Linked DNA regions of Mus musculus: region 2 is linked to region 1. Evidence: chromatin contacts called from public promoter capture Hi-C data. All regions are on one chromosome and are shown on one strand. The core of a region is the stretch at or near the end of the contact, and the rest is flanking DNA. Distances in the headings are between cores, read along the strand shown.

Evidence for each region. Capture Hi-C pulls out chosen DNA fragments and counts their contacts.
Region 2: a contact with region 1 is called in a promoter capture Hi-C map of adipose tissue. The contact joins two enhancer-like sites. A contact is called at or near these places in 5 of 484 Hi-C or Micro-C datasets (CD4 T cells, CD8 central memory T cells, Sertoli cells and 2 more), 1 of 115 datasets of contacts at active chromatin or transcription factors (CD8 T cells) and 2 of 9 other capture datasets (adipose tissue and embryonic stem cells).

Annotation. Positions count from the first base shown.
Region 1 is chr7:102,355,311-102,359,343 of GRCm38.p6, forward strand. The region is part of intron 2 of Stim1 (stromal interaction molecule 1); the gene reads left to right. Among named protein-coding and RNA genes, the nearest start is that of Rrm1, 84 kb to the right of the region's middle. Within about 2 kb of position 2,216, at least 6 of the 459 cell types and tissues checked have an H3K27ac peak or open chromatin away from gene starts, as enhancers often do. A contact at or near this core is called in adipose tissue, where this site is marked.
Region 2 is chr7:102,423,100-102,427,403 of GRCm38.p6, forward strand. It overlaps Stim1 (stromal interaction molecule 1), which reads left to right. Exons shown (of 12, transcript NM_009287.5): 8 at 2,874-3,041; 9 at 3,601-3,701; 10 at 3,983-4,218. Among named protein-coding and RNA genes, the nearest start is that of Rrm1, 16 kb to the right of the region's middle. Within about 2 kb of position 2,987, at least 97 of the 459 cell types and tissues checked have an H3K27ac peak or open chromatin away from gene starts, as enhancers often do. A contact at or near this core is called in adipose tissue, where this site is marked.

The sequences.
Region 1 (4,033 bases), core at 966-3,465:
GTTGAAGGCCATGCTAAATATTCAATAGTCACATAGTGTACATTAGGACAGAGAAGCCTAGTCTCTTCTTTTTGTAAATAGTCTACCTTTGAGTTTTGTGTCCAATTTTGGATGTCACATCATCAGAATGATTTAGGACAGCAAGAGAATGTCCAGAGAGGCGTGTTATGGATGATAAAGACTGTAAACATTAATGAATAGCATCTAACCGTTCACTAATATTACATGTCTGTTTGTGTCCTTCACTGTGCTAGGTATGGAGGCAGGGTAGTAAAAAGACAGATTAAGAGATACATTCTTTTCTCACTACAGTAAAGAAACTGGAGTCTGGAAAAGAAGCAACTGGTTTCTGGTTGTTGTGACAAAATAGCTGAGAAAACTAACTGAAAGAAGGAAGGGTTTATTGTAGCTCACTGCTTGAGAATTGTTTCCGGGCATGTAGTTAGGTAGACTAATCATTTTAAGGAGCACATGACAGAACCGAGGTCCCCACATCATGGCAATTAGAAAACAGAGAGAACAGAACGGTCTTAGAACAAGATATATCTTCTTAGGTTATACCCATACACACCACTGTATTTCCTACAACTATATTATTAATCTACCAGAACAATAATCCATTGATAAGTCTGAGCTTTGGTGACCTACTCATTTCTCAGGGATGAGACTGGTCAATTATCACATTAAACCCCTGACATTGAAGTAATATATTTGACTTCAAATACAGAAGGAGTTGAGAAGTCAGATTTTGAAAGTGACAAATTGGCTGAGCATTGTGGTTCAGCCCTGCACATACCTAGTCCTGTTCACATCCAGCACTCTGGATGTGGAGGAAAGAGGATCAGGAGTTCAAGTCGAGTCTGCCAAGGCTACGGCTACATTAGACCTTCTCTAAAGCAAATGATAATGAAAACTGTGGAACTAGTTGTCATTGATTGATCTTTTACTCTACGTGAGACAGCAATAAGCTCTTTACATAGTTACTGTAATTTTCTTAACAGTCTTTGGAAATTGGTTTTATTATTAGGGAACTGAGATGCTAGAAAGTTTAAACATTTACTTAAAGATACATACTAGATTTGGGCCTCTATCTGATTTCAAAGCCCATGCTGTTATGTATTGTATTGTTTCCTTTATTTTAAATGTAGAACAGGGCCAATTAAAAGCCGGGTTTATTTTTCTGGGATAAATAATTGCTTAATAGTTAGAGATATTTTGTTATAGAGGAGATCATAAAATATTAACTCCTCTGTCATTGAAGACAGGGCAAGTAGAAAACAGCATTCTGCTAATTGGCTGGTAGAGGGATTCTTCTGTAAAGATCAACAATGTGTAAGGACTTGAAGGGTGACTAAAGGCAGAATTTGAATAGGACTAGAAGTGGTCGGGGCACCTGAGCTGCAGAGCCAGCGTGATGCAAGTAGAGCTGTGGTGAGAAGCACAGTGGAGCGGGTTGCTTAAACTAAGGAACCAATCGCTGAACTAAAAACTAGCAAGGAACATGGGGCCCCAGATGTTCTGTATTTATTGAGTCTGGTAATTAGAAGCTAAACAGGCCCAACAACTATGGGCAAGGTATTTAAATTTTTAGTCTTATCTAGAAATATTACTAGCCTTCAAGGGACCATGTTCCTGTTAGGAAAGAGGTCTAGAAATATCCTGATTATTTTTCTAGCATTGCCCGGAGACTGGAGAATGAGGAGCTCAGCGAGCGAGAAAGTGATGTCGGAAGGGCTGGAGAGAGGGTTAGAGGTTAAGAGCGCTTGTTGCTCTTACAGACGACCAGGGTTTGGCTCTAAGTATCAACGTGGGGGCTTACAACTGTCTCTAACTCTCGTTCCAGGGGATCCAACACCCTCTTGACTGCCACAGGTACAACCCAGGGAAAACACATAAAATAAGCAAATCTTTTTTTATTTTTTGAAAAGTAATGTAACAGCACGTGGGAGGCAGAAGCAGGAGGATCTCTGTGAATTTGAGGCCAGCCTGGTCTAAAGAGTGAGATCCTGTCTCAAAAAATAATGTTGATATAATACAAGCACATTTCTGAATATCTTTGTCAACACTCCTCCTTTTTTCACATTCTGTTGAGTTGCTTTGTCAAAGAGGAAAGGAAGAAAATGTTCTCTTAGAGGAATCCTAGAGGAATGTTACCACAACAAAAATCTCATCAGCACAAACTGTTCTAAAATAACACAAACGCTGTCAGCCACTTTCTCACCCCAGTGGTGAGATGATGTTCTTTTTCAGCACAGCGTCTGCCTTGCCTGGGCTGCCCTCTTCTCACTGTAGCCTCAGGTCTCTGTGGTTAGAGGTTAGAGGTCCACTATTGTGCAGTTTCATGGTCACTTGTCATCTTGAGACCTAGAGTGACAAACTAGTAAAACTGTGTGTGCTTCATTTGTCTAAACATGTGTGAGACAGTGGCGTTCAGGATCTAGCTAGAAAGTTAGGTAGCTATAGCAGAGCTGAGGTAATGGATGGTAAATGGTGTAGAAAAATTCCTGTTGCACTGGTTGCCAGCGACCTCAGACTTTTGTGACCTAGCTAAGCATACTGCAGATTACCCAGGAAGTCTGGAAGGATCTACTATCAAAACCTCATTTAAGCCAGGTGTGGTGTCACAAGCCTGGGATCCCAGATACTTGGAAAGCTGAGGAAGGAAGCAAGTTCAAGGCCTGCCTGGGCTTACAGAGTTTAGAGCTAGTCTGGGTAACAAGTGAGTGAAAATTAGTAAAAGAGCTTGGGATCTCTATCACAGTGGTAGTTTGCTAGCATGCATGAAGTACTAGGCTTAATCTCTAGTCCACCTTCTCCCAAAGCCCACTTTGTTCTGCCTCACACTGGTAAGTTTTTCAGATAACCAAAAGGACTGGAAGGTTTACCTCAGTGCTAAGTTTTAAAATTTTTTGATGTTTTGGCCTTATGAATGCTAGGTAATTGCTCTGCCTCTGAGCCACATTCCGCAACTCATTTTGTGTGTTTTGTTGAGATACGAACAGGCTTCTGCTCTGAAGCTTGGGTATGCCTGGTACTGATTATGTAGCCTAGGCTGACCTCAAACTCAAAAGTCCTCCTGCCCTGGCTCCACAGTCCTTGAATTACAGGCGTGAACCACCATTGCCAGGCAGGAATGGTTTCTTAGTAAGTCAAGGGTTTTTCTAAGCTAGCAGTATGGGAACTCCTGAGCTGGTAATGAAACTATCTATAGGCAAAGGATTTGCTTAATGTTAGATTATCCTGATAGTCTGAGGTGAACTCTAAAAATACTATCTTACTTTAGTTAGACTAGACTCTTTAAAAAAAAAATGTTCTGGTTATACGTGTGTGTGTGTGTGTGTGTGTGTGTGTGCACATGTATGTCTACTTAGGATATGTATGTGGAAGTCAGAGGACAGTTTTCAGGACTTGGTTCTCCCTTTTCTTCCTATATGAGTCTAAGCTGTTGAACTCAGGCTAGCAGATGTGACCTCTGAGCCATCTTATTGGGACCTCTGTGGTTTCCCCCTCCCCACCCAGATGGAGTTTTATGTATCCTAGGAGATTTACTGAGAAAGACACCAGTGGGTGACTGCTTATGCTTGGGAGAGAAGCAGCAAAGAACTAAGCGGGAAGCAGATTTTTTTTTTTTTTTTTTTTTTTTTTTTTTTGGTTTTTTCGAGACAGGGTTTCTCTGTATAGCCCCGGCTGTCCTGGAGCTCACTTTGTACACCAGGCTGGCCTCGAACTCAGAAATCCACCTGCCTCTGCCTCCCCAGTGCTGGGATTAAAGGCATGTGTTACCACGCCCGGCTGGGAAGCAGATTTTTAAAAAATGATTTATTCATTTTTATTTTATGTACTTTGGTATTCTGCCTGCTTGTATGTGTGAATGAGGATATCCGATCCCCTGAAACTGGAGTTGCAGACTATTGTGAACTGTTATGTGGGTGCTGGGAATTGAACTCAGGTCCTTTTTGAAGAACAGACAATACTCTTAACCACTGAGTGATTTCTTTGGCCCCAAGGCAGGCTTTATATAAGGTTTCTAGGT
Region 2 (4,304 bases), core at 1,737-4,236, 69 kb after region 1:
CCATATTCCAAACCTCATTTGATGGTTTCTACTAAAGCTAATACATAAACGTTTTATTACTATATGCACAACAGATATGAGTGTTTATGCTCACCAAGAGATACGTATTCAGGAATGTCCATAATAGTCTTACTTGTCATCCTGTGTCCTGCAGCAGGCCACTTGGAGGAGGCAGGGGGGAAAGTCTGAAATGGGGAGTCCACGGCGGTTCCCATCCTCCTCTCTGGGTACCCAGGCACTGCTGGTACCACTGAGAGGGAAGTCAGGAACGGGGGGTCCTCAGGAAGGCAGTGGGAAGGCAGTGTCCTGGATGAATAGGATCTGGCCTTGTTAGGAGGGAGTGCCCAGCACCAAAGAGCACTTAATAGAGGGGAGAGAGCCTTGCTCCGGAGTCTTAGGCATGGCTTTTAGTTGAAGGTCTTCCATGCAGTGATCCTTGATGAAGCAGAGATCTGAGATGATCCTTGCTTGTTCATACTGGTTTATTTGATGGTGGATGTGAATGCATATACTTTATTCGGGGTGAACCAGAGATTATATATCTTTTATGGAGAATGAATACCCAGCTAGGGAAGCTCATTAGCTGAAGGCTCAGGGCTATCTATATACCTCATTAGCATGGAGAAGAACTCCAGTGTTATGCTATGTGACTGAGTGCCCATGGTCCTTAGTGGGGTGTCGAGGTTAAGTGCTCCAGAGCAGGTACAGATGCAGGTAGAGAATGGCTCTGCTCCTGTTGGCAAATCTTTGAGATCCCTGGGATTTGAGCTCATTCTGGTAGCATGGTCCCACACGCCCTACAGTTACTCATAAAAGCCAAATAAGCTAAAAATCCAAGTGATTATCCACACGAAAATGAAAAAAACTAGTTATAAATGACCTAGTAGATTATTCCTCAGCAATGTAAATCAGCCCTCACCTAGGGTCTTCTGTGGGAATGGTACTGTTGATTTTTACCCTATAAGAAATTAAGATGGCTCTTACATATAAAGCATATGAAAGCCAGGCACTGTAGCTCATTCCTGTAGTGGCAGCACTCAGGAAGGCGAGGTAGGAGAGCTGACATGAGTTCCAGATGAGCTAGGACTATCTGAAACGAGACACTTTCTTTAAAACCAAAACAAAATATATGAGTATCTATGTTCGGTAAGGTGGTGGCTTGTTACTCATATGATGGTCAAGTTAATAAAAATACATAATAGACTGAAAAATAAAATGAAAAAAACATTAAATATTTATTAATTAAAATCTATATTAAATCTCTTACCAATCAGCCTAAACATTTTATGAAAAAATAACTAAATTTTTAAACTAAAACCAATATTTTTCTTTTTTGTTTTTTTTTCCCAAGACAGGATTTCTCTGTGTAGCCCTGCTGTCCTGGAACTCATTCTATTCTTTTTGTTGTTTCTAATACAAGCTTTCTTTCTTTTTTTTCGTTCTTTCTTTCTTTTTTTTTTCTTTTGGTTTTTCGAGACAGGGTTTCTCTGTATAGCCCTGGATGTCCTGGAACTCATGATGTAGACCAGGCTAGCCTGGAACTCAGAAATTCGCCTGCCTCTGCCTCCCAAGTGCTGGGATCAAAGGTGTGCGCCACCACTGCCCAGCTACAAGCTTTCTTTATAGATTAGGCTGGCCTTGAACTGGTGAGCTCTTATTGCCTCTGTCTCCTGAAGATTGGGATTATCATCGGGTACCACCACAGCCATCCTACATTCCATTATTAGTGTTTATATTCAGTCTGTTGTAAAAGAAAGAGGGTAAAAAGTCAATTAATGGCAGACATAGGGGCTAATGCCTGACATCTAAGAACTCAGAGAAGGTAGAGGCAGGAGGATCAGAAGTTCAAGACCACCTACTTCTACTTAGTAGATTCAAGGCCACCCTGAGCTGCATGGAACCTTTCCTTAAAAAAACCTAAAGCTAGGATTATAGAGGTGGGTTAGTAGTTAAGAGCGCTGGTTCCTCTCCCAGAGGTCTGGGATGTGTGAAAGTGTGCGCAGGTGCCTACAGAGGCCGGAAGCATTTGCTCCCTTTGGAGCTAGAGTTATAGAAGGTGTGAACTGCTTCATAACTGAGGCATGTGCATCTGTGTGCAGGTGCCAACAGAGGCCGGAGGCATTGGCTTTCTTTGGATGTGGAGTTACAGGCAGTTCTGAGCTACCTCGTATGGTGCTAGGAATTGAACCTGGGTCTTCTGCAAGAGCACTATTCACTCTTAGCTGCTGATCACCTATGCATCCTCCAGAATTATGTTTTCAACCATGTGCTGTGGCTACCATATTGTGATTTTTTTTTAATTTAGTATGTTTTTTTTTAAATAGATATGGGTATTTGGCTTGATCTCTGCCTGTATACCCCATGTGTGCCTGGTGCTCAAGGAGATTAGAAGAAGGTGTTAGAGTCCCTGGAGTTGTTGTTAGAGATGGTTGTGAGCTGCCGTGTGGGTGCTGGGCACTGAGCTAGGTTCTCTGGAAGAGCAGCCCGTGCTCTGAACTGAGCATCCTCTAGCCCACACTGTGATGTCTTGAGGCCCATTTACAATAAGGCTATTCAGTAGCACATATATTTCTGAAGAGACCAGGAAAGCTGTCTGAGACTGGCTGTTTGACCAGGAGAATAAGCTAATGTGATAGCAGGGTTCTGGAGACTGCATTCTGCTTGGCACTATCCACAGTGTGCTCTTAAGTAGGCTGCTGTTCTTCTCTGTGCTTACTTCCCTGTATGTGAAATTCAGAGAAGAGGCTTTGTCATTTCTTCCTAGTGCAAGAATTGTAAAGCAGGTATGGACTCAGAGTTGTAAGGCATTGCACAGAGGTGTTAGGGAGGATGTTAATGCTAACAAACAGACTCACATTCTCATGCCCTCATAGGTTCGGGAGGCCTTGAGGAAAGCAGAGAAGGAGCTGGAATCACACAGCTCATGGTATGCTCCTGAGGCCCTGCAGAAGTGGCTGCAGCTGACCCATGAGGTGGAGGTGCAGTACTACAACATCAAGAAGCAAAATGCAGAGAGGCAGCTGCTGGTGGCCAAGGAGGGGGTGAGGCCTGCTCTCCTGAGGGCTTCCTTTGCCCTCTTCTCTCCTCCCTGCCCTCTTCTTTCTATGCCCCTGCCCCTCCCCCCCCCCCACTCTGTCTCTGCTTTACCCTGTCCCTCCCTTTGAGTGAAGAGATGAATGGGCCGTGGATTCTGTTTCTTTTTCTAATGTACACTGCTTAGTAATGTACTGAAGTTTTTGGAGGAGAACCTGAGGGTATAGGGGTACTCTGCCCTGTCTTCTGGGGATAATAAAGCAAGGAGGAGGGGTAGACGGAAAGCCATTTCAGCTTCCCTTCCGGAAAAGGCTGCCAAGGGAACAGAGGTCCTTCTGGGGCGTGACTAAGGCTGGAACCTTTTACTTGTGCATCTCAGCAGGTTCCTGAGGTCCGCCCACTTCCTCCCTTGCTTTACTTCTCACTCTGCTCCTTTCCTCTTTCTCTTCCTTCTCCTGTGAAGCTTAAGTTAACACAACTTATGAGGAGGACCCAGCCATGGGAAGGCCTCATTTCTTCCAACCATGAACCCATACTCTCTTTATATTGGGGGCTTCCTCTTGGCAGGCTGAGAAAATAAAAAAGAAGAGAAACACGCTTTTTGGTACCTTCCATGTGGCCCACAGCTCTTCCCTGGATGATGTGGATCATAAAATCCTAACTGCTAAGTAAGTAGCACCAGTTACCAGCTCCAGCAATGCTAATGCCATCCTTAGAGACTGAGGTTACGTGAGGCCTCTAACCCCAGTCCCATCTCCTCACAATAGCATGACAGCTCTGGTCTCCTACACAAGCTCTGATCCAGCTTCCACTTTGCTCTTAAGTTTATGATTTATTGTGGTTTTTATTCATACATGCACCTACCCCAGTTTGTTCCTCTCAAAAGAGATCTTGTTCTTATTGGGGTTTCCACACGGTCCACACCTGCAGTTCTTTCTTCTGACTTTAGGCAAGCTCTGAGTGAGGTGACAGCGGCACTGAGGGAGCGCCTGCACCGGTGGCAGCAGATCGAGATCCTCTGCGGTTTCCAGATTGTCAATAACCCCGGCATCCACTCCTTGGTGGCTGCTCTCAACATCGACCCCAGCTGGATGGGCAGCACCCGCCCTAACCCCGCCCACTTCATCATGACTGACGATGTGGATGACATGGATGAGGAGATTGTGTCGCCCTTGTCCATGCAGTGTAGGTGACCTCTTTGTAGGGGTGAGCAAGGGGCAGCCTTTGGTGGGCAAGATGAGATGCCTATCGCCTCTGCTGTGCTTAAACAG